Linked DNA regions of Mus musculus: region 1 is linked to region 2. The links are chromatin contacts, called in public HiChIP or PLAC-seq maps. All regions are on one chromosome and are shown on one strand. The core of a region is the stretch at or near the end of the contact, and the rest is flanking DNA. Distances in the headings are between cores, read along the strand shown. Region 1 overlaps Dpy19l4 (dpy-19-like 4 (C. elegans)). Region 2 has its middle 48 kb from the start of 2610301B20Rik.

Region 1 (6,556 bases), core at 2,826-5,325, 370 kb after region 2:
TAGTCCAAATTTGACTTCAAGAAATTTCAGCACATGCTCATTTTCTTTGTGTGGGACAAACATCTGGATGAGAGAGAATCAGATACCATGGCCAAGTTGTGAAATATCCTTCTTACAGAGAAGAAAACATTATTTTAACAAAGAAATACACTCTTATGCCTATGCTTTTGACAGTATACTTATTTCCAATTACCAATGATAGAAAATACAGCCTGATTAAAAGAATAGTGAATTAAGTAGCACACAGTTTGCAATATGAATACATTTACTGCATGCTTAGGCATGAAATGGAATGGTATTTTGAGAGTATGAACATTTCAACCTAGCACAGCTGATTCAAATAACCCCTACTCCCAGACGTTTCTGTTGGGTTATTTGGTTTCTAACACAGTGCAGTTAAGGATAACTTTGTGTACACTCTACTCCTTTGTTAGCATGTGGTTCTCAGTAAAGCTGGCATAATACAGTCCTCTACTCAAAATGCCCTGCACATGAATGTCAAGTACTTACCTTCACTATAAGATTCAAGGTCACCGGCAGGGTACATAACAAGTAAAACTCAAACACTTTGATTACTTTAGCCACAAAAGTTCCTTTTTTCCCATTCAGCTACAAAGGAAAAAAACAAAATCACATGAACAAAGAAGTGAAGTATAAAATTAACAATCTAAAACATAAGGCTACTCTTTACAAAAGGCAAAGTTAATTACCTGAAGGCACTTAACAAGCATGAACGCTCCTACTAAACTTAATAAAGGAGACACCAATAAAGCTGGATTCTCAAACTGTAGTAAATACCCAAGGAAGAGAGAAAATATGTAGACTTTATATACTTCATAAACCTGTCAGGACAAAAATGAAATAAATGATAGTAAACTTAATTTTAAAAATAGAAATTGTAAGTAAATGCTGTTATAATTTAGGGCAGTGTCAGGGAGTGTTTGACCTTCTTTTCATCGCCATTGAATGTAAGGGATTCTACATTTGCCTCTTAGTGCCCTACAGAAAAGTTAAGGAGCTAAAACATCATAAATGAAAACTCAAGAACACTCTTTACAGCCACACTATAACGTCTGTTAGTTTTCTTGTCACGAATTCAGCACTTGGAAGGCCTACTCAGAAGGATTAAAGTCCAGCTAGGACTATACAGCAAGAGCTCGTGTCAAAAAATAAGTCACACACTGGTAGTGGTGGCACACACCTTTGATCCCAGCACTTGGGAGGCAGAGGCAGGTTAATTTCTGAGTTCGAGGCCAGCCTGGTCTACAGAGTGAGTTCCAGGACAGCCAGGGCTACACAGAGAAACCCTGTCTCTGTGTAGGAAAAAAAAAAGTCACAGGTTAGAGATGCAGCTCAGTTAGAACAGTGTCTGCTAAGTGCTTGGGTCAGTCCTCAGCACTGCATACAACTGGGAGTGGTGGTAGTCATACCTTTAACCTCCAACTCACAACGTAGAGGCTGGAAGACCAGAAGTTTGAAGCCAGGCAATGGTGGTTTAATCCCAGTGTTTGGGAAGGAGGGAGAGGCACGCTGATCTCTATGAATTTAAGGCCAGCCTGGTCTACAGTGCAAGTTAAAGGACAGCCACGGCTACAGAGAGAAACCCTGTCTTAAAAAAAGAAAACAAGGGCTGGTGAGATGGCTCAGTGGGTAAGAGCACCCGACTGCTCTTCCAAAGGTCTGGAGTTCAAATCCCAGCAACCACATGTTGGCTCACAACCATCTGTAACGAGATCTGACACGCTCTTCTGGTGTGTCTGAAGACAGCTACAGTGTGCTTGCATATTATAAATAAATCTTTAAAAAAAAAAAGAGAGAAAACAAAACAACACAAGCAAAGAAACAAAACCACAGAGAATGGAGAGAAGACTGGAGAGGAGGCTCCACAGTCTAGTTCTAGGGATCCAACGCCCTCTTCTGGCCTCCAAGGGCACTGCACCCATGCAGCATATAGACATGCAGGTAAACATCCAGACACATAGCAAAAAAAATTTTAAGTTACTTAAAAATTTTAAAACAAAGAAAGAATAAAGGGGCTGGATCCATGCCTAAGTGATTAAGAGTAGATATTGTTCTTGCAGAGAACTGAGTTCAAGTCCTAGAACCAACATCCATCAGCTCACAACCACCTAAGCTCCACCTGCAGGAGGCCCAACACTCTTCTAGACTACACGTGCATGCCCTCATATGTGCATAGATGCACAGACACACATATATAACCGAAAAATAGAAAAAATCATAAAAGAGAGATTTCACTGTATCAAGTAATGACAGTCTTGGGAAATACTAATGTATGCCTGGGAAAGAGGGTAAGTCTTCTGGTGTGGCAAGTCAATTCTTGACCTGGCTAAGTCCACACAAGTGCTGCTGCAGAGTAACTCAGCTTCACAGCCTGTTTCTCCCTTCTGTGTACACTTCTCTGCTCCAAGTACAACTGTGAAAAGGAAGGGCTTCCCGGAAAGCACACCGCTGGAGGAAGAAGGAGATGCTCGCTCTCTCCTTGCCTCTTGGTGGCTTGCGCTTCCTTCGAACCTCACCTAAGACTGTCAGTTCTGGATCCCAACAGCAGGGTTCCTTCCAGCTAATCAGTTATTAAGACAATGACTTTATTCTTGATTAATGACTGCTTAGACAGTGATAAGTTTCGAGGGTTCTGGGCCTTTTCCATGTTAAACAAAGTACTTTACCACTGAACTATGTGCACAGTCATGGATATTAAATCTTTATGTTAGGTTCTCTCTGTTCAAATAATTTCAATCTTGATGCTCATTAGAGTTCTGAAGAGTTGAGAATAAGAGATGAAGAAATGGAAAAGAGGATTTTAGAAACAATACTGTAAAACCATTGTCCCCCATTTAACAGTGTCACACTACCTTGTCACTTTGTTCCACTGAGAAGATATCTAGCAGCAGCAGGGATACTGCCTGAAGAAACAAGACGTAGTGGCTGTACTCCCACACCATCATGAAAGTGTACGTCGAGGTACTCAGCAACAGGTAGCAAAACCTCTAGAGAAAAAAACAACTAGGATCAGTTACTTCACTATTGCAAAACCCAATAAGCTACAGACCAACTAGGTGTGGTGGTGCATGTCCTAATCCCAGCTCGTGAGAAGTAGAGGCAGGTGGACTTCTATGAGTTCAAGGCCAGCTTAGTCTACATAACAAGTTCTAGGACATAGAAGGAGCCTTATTTCAAAATTAAAATAAAATGATAAAACAAAATAAACCAGCCAAACAAACAAACAAACAAAAAACCACAGCAGGATCTTAGCAAAGCACAGAGAGGAACCAGCACCTGTTTTTCCCATATTATATTTCAAAGGGGCAGGACAAAAGGGGCACAATTTTTTTTTTTTTTTCATTTCAAGAGAGGAAGCAAGGCCAGGCAGTGGTGGTGCATGCCTTTAATCCCAGCACTTGGGAGGCAGAGGCAGGCGGATTTCTGAGTTTGAGGCCAGCCTGGTCTACAGAGTGAATTCCAGGACAGCCAGGGCTACACAGAGAAACCCTGTCTTGAAAAAAACAAAAAACAAAACAAAACAAACAAACAAAAAAAAAAAAAACAAGAGAGAGAAGAAGAAGCAAATGCTAAAAGAAATTGATTTTTAAAAAAAGATTTATTTATTTATATGAGTATACTATAGCTGTCTTCAGACACAACAGAAGAGGGCATTGAATCCCATTACAGATGGTTATGAGCCACCATGTGGTTGCTGGGAATTGAACTCAGGACCTGTGGAAGAGTAGTCAGTGCTCTTAACCACTGAGCCACCTCTCCAAGCCCAAGAAATTGAGTTTTATTAGAGTAGCTGGTAAACTTTTGTTAATATGGAAGCTTCTTTTGTCCTAAAATCGTCTCTCTTTTCTCATTCATGCTAATTTTATTTTCAAAAAAAACCCTCAAGAATCTGGGTTGCCTAGCCAAGCTTTTGCTCTTAACAAGGTTTGGCCTGTTTCCCTCCAGTGCAACACATAACAACCATGCAAACCTGGATGCTACTTTTCTTTACGTAATAATGAAAAAGAGCCATGCCTGGGTGCACTTCCCTAATCTCAGCTCTTAGAACTAGAACGAGAGGATCCAAGGCCAGTCTGGGCTGTGTCTCTGAACACATCCTGTTCCTTCCTGCCCTCAACACAGCAAGCTTAGTTGCTGAACTTTTATGGCTTGAATGTTCCGTTGCATGTAGAACAACATGACAGATTTCAGGCCTAATTCCCATAGCTCAGTGCTTTCTTCTGCCGTGAGGGATCACACCCAAGGTCTCAGCCTTACTGGCCAAGAGTTCGTCCATGGAGCTGCATCTCCTGCACAGGCCTTTACACTGTCAGGGAGTTCTTTGTGTAGAGAGAGATGAACTGCCAAAGCTGCTTTTATGACATTTATTTTGAACTAAAATAAACTGTTGCCTAAAAATAGTAATAACTTTTTAAGTAAAATTTGTTTAAACTTTTTTATTGTGTATAATTTGGGGGAGGACCACATGTGTGGTGTCTGTTCTCTCCTTGTACCTATTATGAGGGCCATGGAATTACAGGCTGCCAGGCTTTAGTGTCTCTGACCAGAGTCAGGCTATACAGGCAGGTTGCTTTAGTGTCTGGAGTCTACAATAGTCTTGAACTTGTGGAAATCTTGCTGCTTCAGTTGTCTGTGTGCTGGTACTTACTACAAGTATGCACCTCCACGTCCATCTGTTCGTCCTTTATTTTTAGGGAGATATTTTTGCTGTACTCTTTTTGACAGGGCTGGCTTTGAACTCATCATGTAGCTAAGGATATACCTGAACTCCTGCCTCCTACCTACCCCCAAGTGCTGGGATAAGAGCATGGACGACAGTATCTAGCTAGGGCCATGCTTTATCCCACTTGTACCATGTCGTTATTTAATTTCTTTTCACTGCAGTGTTTCATGCTATGCTATATATTATTTCTAAGTTTTTTGTTTGGTTCTTGAGGCTGGGTCTCTTTATTATGTAGCTCTGGCTGCCCTGGAACTCACCGTGTAGACCAGGCTGGCCTCAAAATCACAGAGGTCCTCCGGCCTCTGCCTCCTGAGTGCTGGGATTAAAGACATACACCACCATACCTAGTTTATTATTTTATATTTTCAAATTTAAATATATATATATATTATATGTATATATGTAATATATACATATTATACTATATTATACACATAGTCAAAAATAATCCTATCATTATAAGTGGGTCTACAGTAAAAAGAATATTACCTTTCAGTTTCCTATTGTATTTGCTTCTTAGTAATGTAAAATACACATGAGGAATTAAAACCGAGGAAGGAATCTGCTTAGTTCCTCCCATTGGTGTGTTTGGGTCTGGTGCTGGGGTAGAAGCTCCAGCCATTGCACATGCCAGCTACCACAGAGGTACACCCCTCTAACAGACAAGCTTATTAGAAGACTTTGTTTGGTCGATTCTGGTCTCTTCCTAACCAGGAAATTTTTATGTAAGACAGGCCGACTGCCAACAGACTGCTATGTTTCAGTCAACTTCAATAATGAACTGCCTCTGTAGGCATACATTTTATTAACATTATTCTGTGACACAGTCTATAGGCTTCATTCAACTGCCCATGGGATTGAGGGAATAACAATAACAAAAACTTAAGATTCTAAATGATCTGAGACGGACATTTCCTTAAGCTTTGACTAACCTACTAATCTCAGTCAGGGAAGACATGTGAATGAACACAAGACCATGCCGTACTGCCATCAAAGTTTACACCACTGTCATCCTCAGCCACGGCTGTGTCTTCAGGAATATTTCTTTTAAGTTCTGATGACTAAAGGACATAAATGTTCCTGAAGTAAGAGAAATGGCAAAAACAACACTTGGATAGATTAACTTCCAAAATCAGATATTCTTCATGTAACCATACTAAAAACAATATAACATCTGTTTTTCTAAAACTATTCCGCTGCCATCAGATTACAGAAAAACAGATGTAACAATGGCCTTACTACATGTTACATAGTAACATGCTTCACTGAATACAACTTAGCTCCTACTATGACTTACTTTAAAATTAAGCACCATAGCCTAGCATGGTGGTGCACACGTGCAACCCTACATGGCAGCAGGGAGAGAAAGTGCTCAAGGCCCGGCCTTCCTTACACAGTGAGTTTGAAGCCAGCCCGAACGAAAGACATTTCTGTGTCAAAACAAAACAACCAAAGCATATTTGCAAAGCATCAGAATTAGCTGTGAGGTATAAAACACATTTATATCTTACCTCTGCATAAGTATTTAGATTTCTTTTTAAATAGCCTGTAAGTGCAGCAACTTGGCATGCAAAATACGGTAGAGCCCAGTTTTCTCTTAAAGGAATGGAGTACTCGATTCTTGTTGTGTCCACCCTAAAACAAACCACAGAGGACACTGAAAGTAAGGCATGCATCTGTGTGACACTACAGTACATTTCTCTTTATCTTATCTTTAAATTATTATTTTATTTTACACATATGGGTGTTTTGCCTGCATGAAGGTCTGTTTACATGTGTGAGCCTGGTGCTCCTGGATGCCAGAAAAGGGCA
Region 2 (6,385 bases), core at 3,152-5,651:
ACTCCATGACCTTTCTGATATACTGAAGCTGCCTAGCTCATGTGTATGTGTGCTTCCATTAAAAGTTGCTTTCATTATCTTCTGGAAGATGGTCCATGCGTAAAAGAAGCAAAGAGGCTACCAGTTTTTCTGGTTCCGTGGGGCCTCCATCGAACCAGTCTGTTGCAGATCAGCCCAAGTCCTCAGATGTGAAGCACTTCCTGTCTCTTGGGTCAAAGGTGAGTCCCAGGCCCTGCTGGGGACATCGGCTTCCTCTGTTCAGTCAGTTGCTTGTTAGACACAGGGTCCAGTTTCCTCCTCACAACCGCAGGATAGGACAGCTGCAAGCACACATCTGTGCTCTGCTGGTGGGCCAGCCAGGCTCACACCAATCCTCTCCTCTGAACAAAAGGAAGGAGATAAGGCCTCCCAGGAGCCCCAGTGCTCTCCACAGAGTAGTTTGTGTACAGTCACTGCCATCTGCTGCTTTTCATTTGTCAGCTAGAACACTAGCCGGTCTCTGAACCTACTCAGGCTCTCACCTGAGAGCAGCCATGCCCAACCCTGGTCACCAAACCCCTCACTACATCTCAGGACTCTGTGTCCACTTCCTCTTTGGGCCTGGGCTAATTTAGTAAGCCTCATCTTTCTAATTCCTTGCAAGAGCCACAAAAAAGTCAGCCTATGCTTCTAGCTCACAGTGGCTCGCAGAACATGGCATGGAGGCCACCCCAGCTGACACCAAATCCCAGCTAGGATCCTGACTCTGGCACTGCTGGGAGTCACTCAACACAGACATCAGTCCCGTTCTTCAGCATCCGTCCATCTGTTTCTTTTTCTTCAGATGTCTGGTCATATGGTGGAAATGGCAGAGTGCTCTTTAAAAACAGATCTACCACATGTCCATGTGACAATTATCTCTGAAAGTCAAGGGACTGTCTACCCTGCTTCCATTGGATTTGAGAAGGGACAGCAACAGACAGAAGAGCCAGAAGAAGGGTGGCCTCCTCCTCACTGTGCTAGTCACTGACGAGCCAAAGGGATGACCAGGAAGCCCTGGCAGCATCGAAGTTCTTTCTTGGTAGCAAAACTGGCACACAGCAAAGAGCCAGCCACCAGTTTCCACTGACTACACAGAGGCTGTGCTTACCAATGTCACTTTGCTCACTAAACATCAGACCATCTATGGCCTTCTTCAAGACAAGCCCTGGGTGACTCACCTCCCAGACCCCAAGCAGTCTGCCTCTAGGGTGTTTGTCTAGATAGAAGGCCACCACTCCTGAGAGTGTAATGACACCCCACCCCCACAGAAGCAGCTTCTCCTGTGTGTTGCTTCACACCGGAAAAATGCTAGAGGGAGATCGGTCACGGTCACAGTGTCCGTGGAATTGAAGAAGTGGGGGAAAAGGGGATGCTTGGAGCCTTGTCACTCCCAGTAAACCACCTGGGGCATCCTCTGGGATGCATACTCTGTGTCTCACCCATGTCAACCTGCAGGTCACTGAGTCATTCAGACTGGAGACAGGAACGTCTGAGAAACTTTGAGTCCACAGAACTCTGTGAGTGCTTAAGTCAGACGCAAAGCTTTCTGAACATTTCCCCCCAGCCTCCCACACAGTGGCCATGAGGAAACAGTGCTGGTAGGCAGTTCTTTCTGGAGCAGAGTTAATTCTGATAGCAGCCCTGAGATAGGTCCCCTTTTCATCCCCATCTTACAAATGAGGAAACTCGACTTAAGGGAGCGAAGTATCTTCTCCGGGATTTCATCCTGGGCTCCTTGACCTCCGTGTTACTTTTAGTTGTCATCTCGACATACTCCAGAATCACCCTGAAAGAGTCTCAGAGAGGGGTTGTCTAGATCAGGTTGGCCCGTTATGGTGGCTTGAAAGAAAATGGCACCCACAGACTCATAAGAAGTAACACTAATAGGTGTGGCCTTGTTGGAGGAAGTAGTCACTAGGGATGGGCTTTGAGGTTTCAGATCCTCAGTCAATTTTTGCTGCCTGAATCCAGATGTAAAACTCTCAGCCATCTCTCCAGGGCCATGTCTGCCTGCATGCCACCATGCTTCCCACCAGAATGATAATGGACTAAACCTCTGAACTGTAAGCCAGCCCCAATGAAATGTTTTCCTTTATAAGAGCTGCCATAGTCATGGTGTCTCTTCACAGCCTGTGGACAAGTGTACCAGGCATTATTTGATTATGGTAATTGCTATGCAGAAGCTTGCCCACTGTGGGTGACACCATTCCCTGGACAGAGAATCCTGAACTGGATAGTGGAGAAAGTGAACTGAGCGCTAGTATGCATACATAATGTGACTAGGTGTTTTAAATTTTTGCCAACTTGATTTCCCCACCATGATGGACAATCTGGAACTGTGAGAGAGAAAAACAAACCACCCCCAACTTTGTCAGAATAGTTATTTTATCACAGAAAACTAAGATAACCTCCAAACTCTCTTGCTTGGGGCAGGAGTTATAGCTTCTAAATTGGGTGTGTTAGCACACATTTATGTGCCAGCACTCAGAGGCAGGAGGACCATGAGCTTCAGGCTAGCTTGAACTACATAGCAAGACTATGGAAAGAAAGGAGAAGGGAGGGGGAGGAGAGGAGGAAGAAGAGACAGGGAGGGAGGGAGGGACGGGGGGACGGAGGGAGGGAGAGGGAAGAGCTACAATTTCTTTGCCTTGGAAATTGCAAGGCTTGAAACAAGCCCCGATCAGACTAAGCTGGAACAAAGTTGCTCTGAGGCTCCTAGGACCTCCCTGCAAAGAAAGAGTGGGCAGGTCTCCGAGCCACTCCCGTGAAATGGAACTGGACATGGTAGCACCCAAACAAGGCCTTGTCCAGGCTTGTTCTCCAAGCCGGTCAACAGCCCTGTGAGTGAGCCTGGATATGGCTCTGGGACAAGAAGTGAATCCCTCAGATTCACAGCCCTGACCCCTCCAGAAAGCTTCTCTGTCACAACTCCCAGCTCCAGCCCAGAAACTTGTCTCCAAAACCCCTCTCCAGAAATGCACTTTCCTGCTGCTTCCACTGAATCCAGTGCCAACAGAACTCTTCCATGATGTTTGCCCAACAGCTCCCAGAAACTCAAAGGCTGCAGGCTCTGGGCTACCCCAAAACAAGGCACCTTTATTTCTGCAGCCATCCATAGTGCACGCCCATTGACCAGATAGGGTGCTTTATATCCGGCATGGCCTCTGCCTTCGCCCATAAGAAAGCTCTTATTGATTTGACCGCTGTGGGATCAGAGGCAGTCGATAAGATTAAAGCTGGAGCTGGAGCTACAGGCAGCTCTTTCATTGTTTTGCATCTTCCCTATGTAGCCCAGGTTGATTGCAAATTCTGTTCCTCCTGCCTCAGTCTCCCGAACACCAGAATATCAGTGTGTGATGCTGCGCCCAGGTCTACATGCTACTTTTAGACTACACATGGGCAGCAGGCTTCAGCCATTTGATATAGTGCTGCATGTGTCTGAGGATAACGTTGACTGCCAGTGTGACTTTTCCACCATCCAAACTCCTCCGGCAATTCTACTTGTCAGGAAGAATTGTCAGAAGACTCTCAGGACAAATGGCTAACTGTGGTGCCTATTATCATAAGAAGGTGCACGCTGGCCTCCAGGCCCACTCAGTACCTGGGATTCCTCTCAGCTCTTCTCACCCCACCCTCTACCTGAACTTCTCCAGCTCATCGGTGTACCATCCCACAGTTTCTCGTTTGTATACAACCCCGACATTTTAGTCATGGGCTCTCGTGGCTCTCTCTTGTACTCTTGGCCCCCTCTCTTGCCTCTCTCTCTTGGTCTTTCTCTCATACATTCTCCCACCATCTCTCTCTCTGTGTCTCTCTCTGTGTCTCTCTCTGTCTGTGTTTGTGTCTTTGCCTCTCCCCCCTCCCCCCACCCTCCATGACCATATTTAGTCTGCTACTTTCTCTCCCTGCCCTGGACTCTTCCAGAGGCCATTGGCTGTACTCTCTCAGATCTACAATAAAACCCTTCTCAGCCATACCTTGGAGCAGTCACATCCTTGCTGTATAATCTGACACTACTCACCCCTTGTTCTTTCATAGATACAGTCCCTAGAACAGAATGTAAGCTGAGTAGAATAGGGTGAATTGAATTACTCAACAAACATTTACCAAAATACTGTGTACCAGATCTAGTACAAGGTGCAAAGACCACCGAGATGAAAAGGCACCATGCACAAAACAAATAAAACCTACATCATGCACACACGGGGGAGGTGCATTAATTCAGTGCTTGTAGCAGTGGAATACATAATGTGATTGTGATAAAATATGGAGAAGGGAAACTAGAGTCTCCCGGGGAAATGGGTGGCAGAGACGTGACCACTACAGCAGATGCAGAATGAGTAAGGCCGGAGCCAGGGAACTCTGCCAACTAGACTGGCTGCTCGAGGGAAGAGAAACTGAAACACAAGAGAATGGGGGCCTGGTTTCTCTAGGGCTGCAGGGAAGTAGCACTCTAGAGAGTCTGAGTTTCCTAATAGGTTCTCTAATCTACAGGTTTACCACTGCCCGGGGCAGAGCCAATCCCAGTTTGTGACCACTGGAAAATTGACCTGACTGTCCCTTTCTGCAGGACCAGTGAAGCTCAGCTGAGCATTCTCAGTGTCCTTCCAAGTCACCAATCGATGTGTGGGTCCCCAATCCCAGGAGGACATGGGGGTATGGGAAACCCTGGCTTTTCTTCTATGCCAGCCTTTGAGATCATCTGAAACTCTCCAGTCAAGATATACAGAAGACACTAGGAAACCATGCTGCTGTGACCTGATCCCAGAGGGTGCTAAAAGCATTAGTAGTTCGGAACTGCCCACACAAAAAGAGCTGTAGGAAATGGCCGAAGTCTGGACAAATAGCCTGGGGCATGCTAACATGGGCCTTGTTTACTGTGGCTCTCCCAAAGGTGGCAGAAGTCATTTAGGAATGAAGGGCAAAAGATGCCAATACCAGGAAGGCCACTGAACTGGGTAAGGTGGAGAGAGGGTGACAGGTTTGACACGAATGGCCTAAAAGGAAGTTCACCTATAGAGTCTCCCCAGAACTCCAGGCGAGGTGGCACAGGTGAAAAACAAGGAGAGGGAGTCCAGAAATGCCTAAGAGGTGGCACTCAGGGCCACATGACTGGTGGCATGGAGCAGACAAAAGGAAGAGAAGTCAGTGTGACCCAGGGCTCCAAGTAGCTGGCTAGCTGGCCACCATCACACTGGGGAATGAGGATAGAAGGGGAGGTTTGCAGAGGAGAATTTACTTGGGGAGATGTGGGCCTAAGTTCTGAGATAGCTAAGTAAGCTGTCAGGAAAGAAAGTCACGTGGAGGGAGGGCTTGCAGTCAGGTGACAGGTGCCTCTCAGGAGCCTGGAGTAAAGTTCAGCAGTCAGGTGACAGATGCATCTCCCAGTGAGAGGGAACCTGGAGCAAAGTACACCAGGACGGTGAGCCACCTCAGACAGGCTTTCTCTCTGCTTCCTCCAGGGAACTCCAGTTACTCCCAAACATATTCCTGGGAATTGCAGGGATCCATCTTAATATTTAATATCCCTGTTGTGATAGCTATTCCTGGTTGTCAACTTGACTACATCTGGAATGAACTACAATCCAGAAATAGAGGGCACACCTGTGATCCGGATCTTGAGGCTGGAAGACACAGGCTCCTGACCCAGATCTTGACATGGGACGACACGAGTTTTTGATCCAGATTGTGAGGCATAGTGGCCATGAAAAGCTTAGGCCCAGGCAAGGGTCTTTAATCCCCGGAGACAGGCAAGCAGATCTCTTGAGCTCAAGGCATAGGACAGAGCAAGTTCCAAAACCAGGTGTGGTGCCACACACCTTTAATCTGGGCCACACCATCTGCTGGAGGCCTACATAAGGACAACGGAAGAAAGAAGGCCTCTTCCTCTTCTTCACCCACTTGCACTTACTTACCAGCACATCTGGTACCCACTTCTTCAGGAATCCAGCTTATACAGAAGGCCAGCTGAAACACCTACCCTCATGGGAGTGAGCAACTACTAGATTCTTGGACTTTCCATTGTTGGGTTAGTTGGACTGTAGCTTTTAAGTCATTTTAATAATCTCCTTTAATACATAGAGACATTCATATGTCCTGTGATTCTGGAGAACCCGACTAACATCCCTGTATACCCACCATTAGCAAATTCTGCTGGTGCTTCCTTGAAAGGGTGACAGCCTTGCCTGTCTCATCATCTCCATTTTTTTCAACACAGATACAACCGCCATTGTCTCTTGCCTGAATTGTTGCCATACATCTTCCTGTCTAAGTCTTTGAACTGTTCTTTTGTTTATGTGTTTGTCTGTTTTTATTTTGTCTTTGTTTTTAGAGACAGGGTCTCTGTTAACTCTGGCTGTCCTGG

Evidence for each region. HiChIP or PLAC-seq counts read pairs in DNA pulled down with a chosen protein or histone mark.
Region 1: an H3K27ac HiChIP or PLAC-seq map of microglia shows a contact between it and region 2, with 4 times the contacts expected there. The contact joins two enhancer-like sites. A contact is called at or near these places in 2 of 39 promoter capture datasets (cranial neural crest and neutrophils) and 1 of 115 datasets of contacts at active chromatin or transcription factors (microglia).

What each region holds. Positions count from the first base shown.
Region 1 is chr4:11,289,681-11,296,236 of GRCm38.p6, forward strand. It overlaps Dpy19l4 (dpy-19-like 4 (C. elegans)), which reads right to left. Exons shown (of 19, transcript NM_001081201.2): 7 at 6,256-6,379; 8 at 2,874-3,008; 9 at 711-842; 10 at 511-609; 11 at 1-63. Among named protein-coding and RNA genes, the nearest start is that of Dpy19l4, 29 kb to the right of the region's middle. Within about 2 kb of position 4,076, at least 3 of the 459 cell types and tissues checked have an H3K27ac peak or open chromatin away from gene starts, as enhancers often do. A contact at or near this core is called in microglia, where this site is marked.
Region 2 is chr4:10,918,985-10,925,369 of GRCm38.p6, forward strand. No RefSeq gene overlaps it. Among named protein-coding and RNA genes, the nearest start is that of 2610301B20Rik, 48 kb to the left of the region's middle. Within about 2 kb of position 4,402, at least 123 of the 459 cell types and tissues checked have an H3K27ac peak or open chromatin away from gene starts, as enhancers often do. A contact at or near this core is called in microglia, where this site is marked.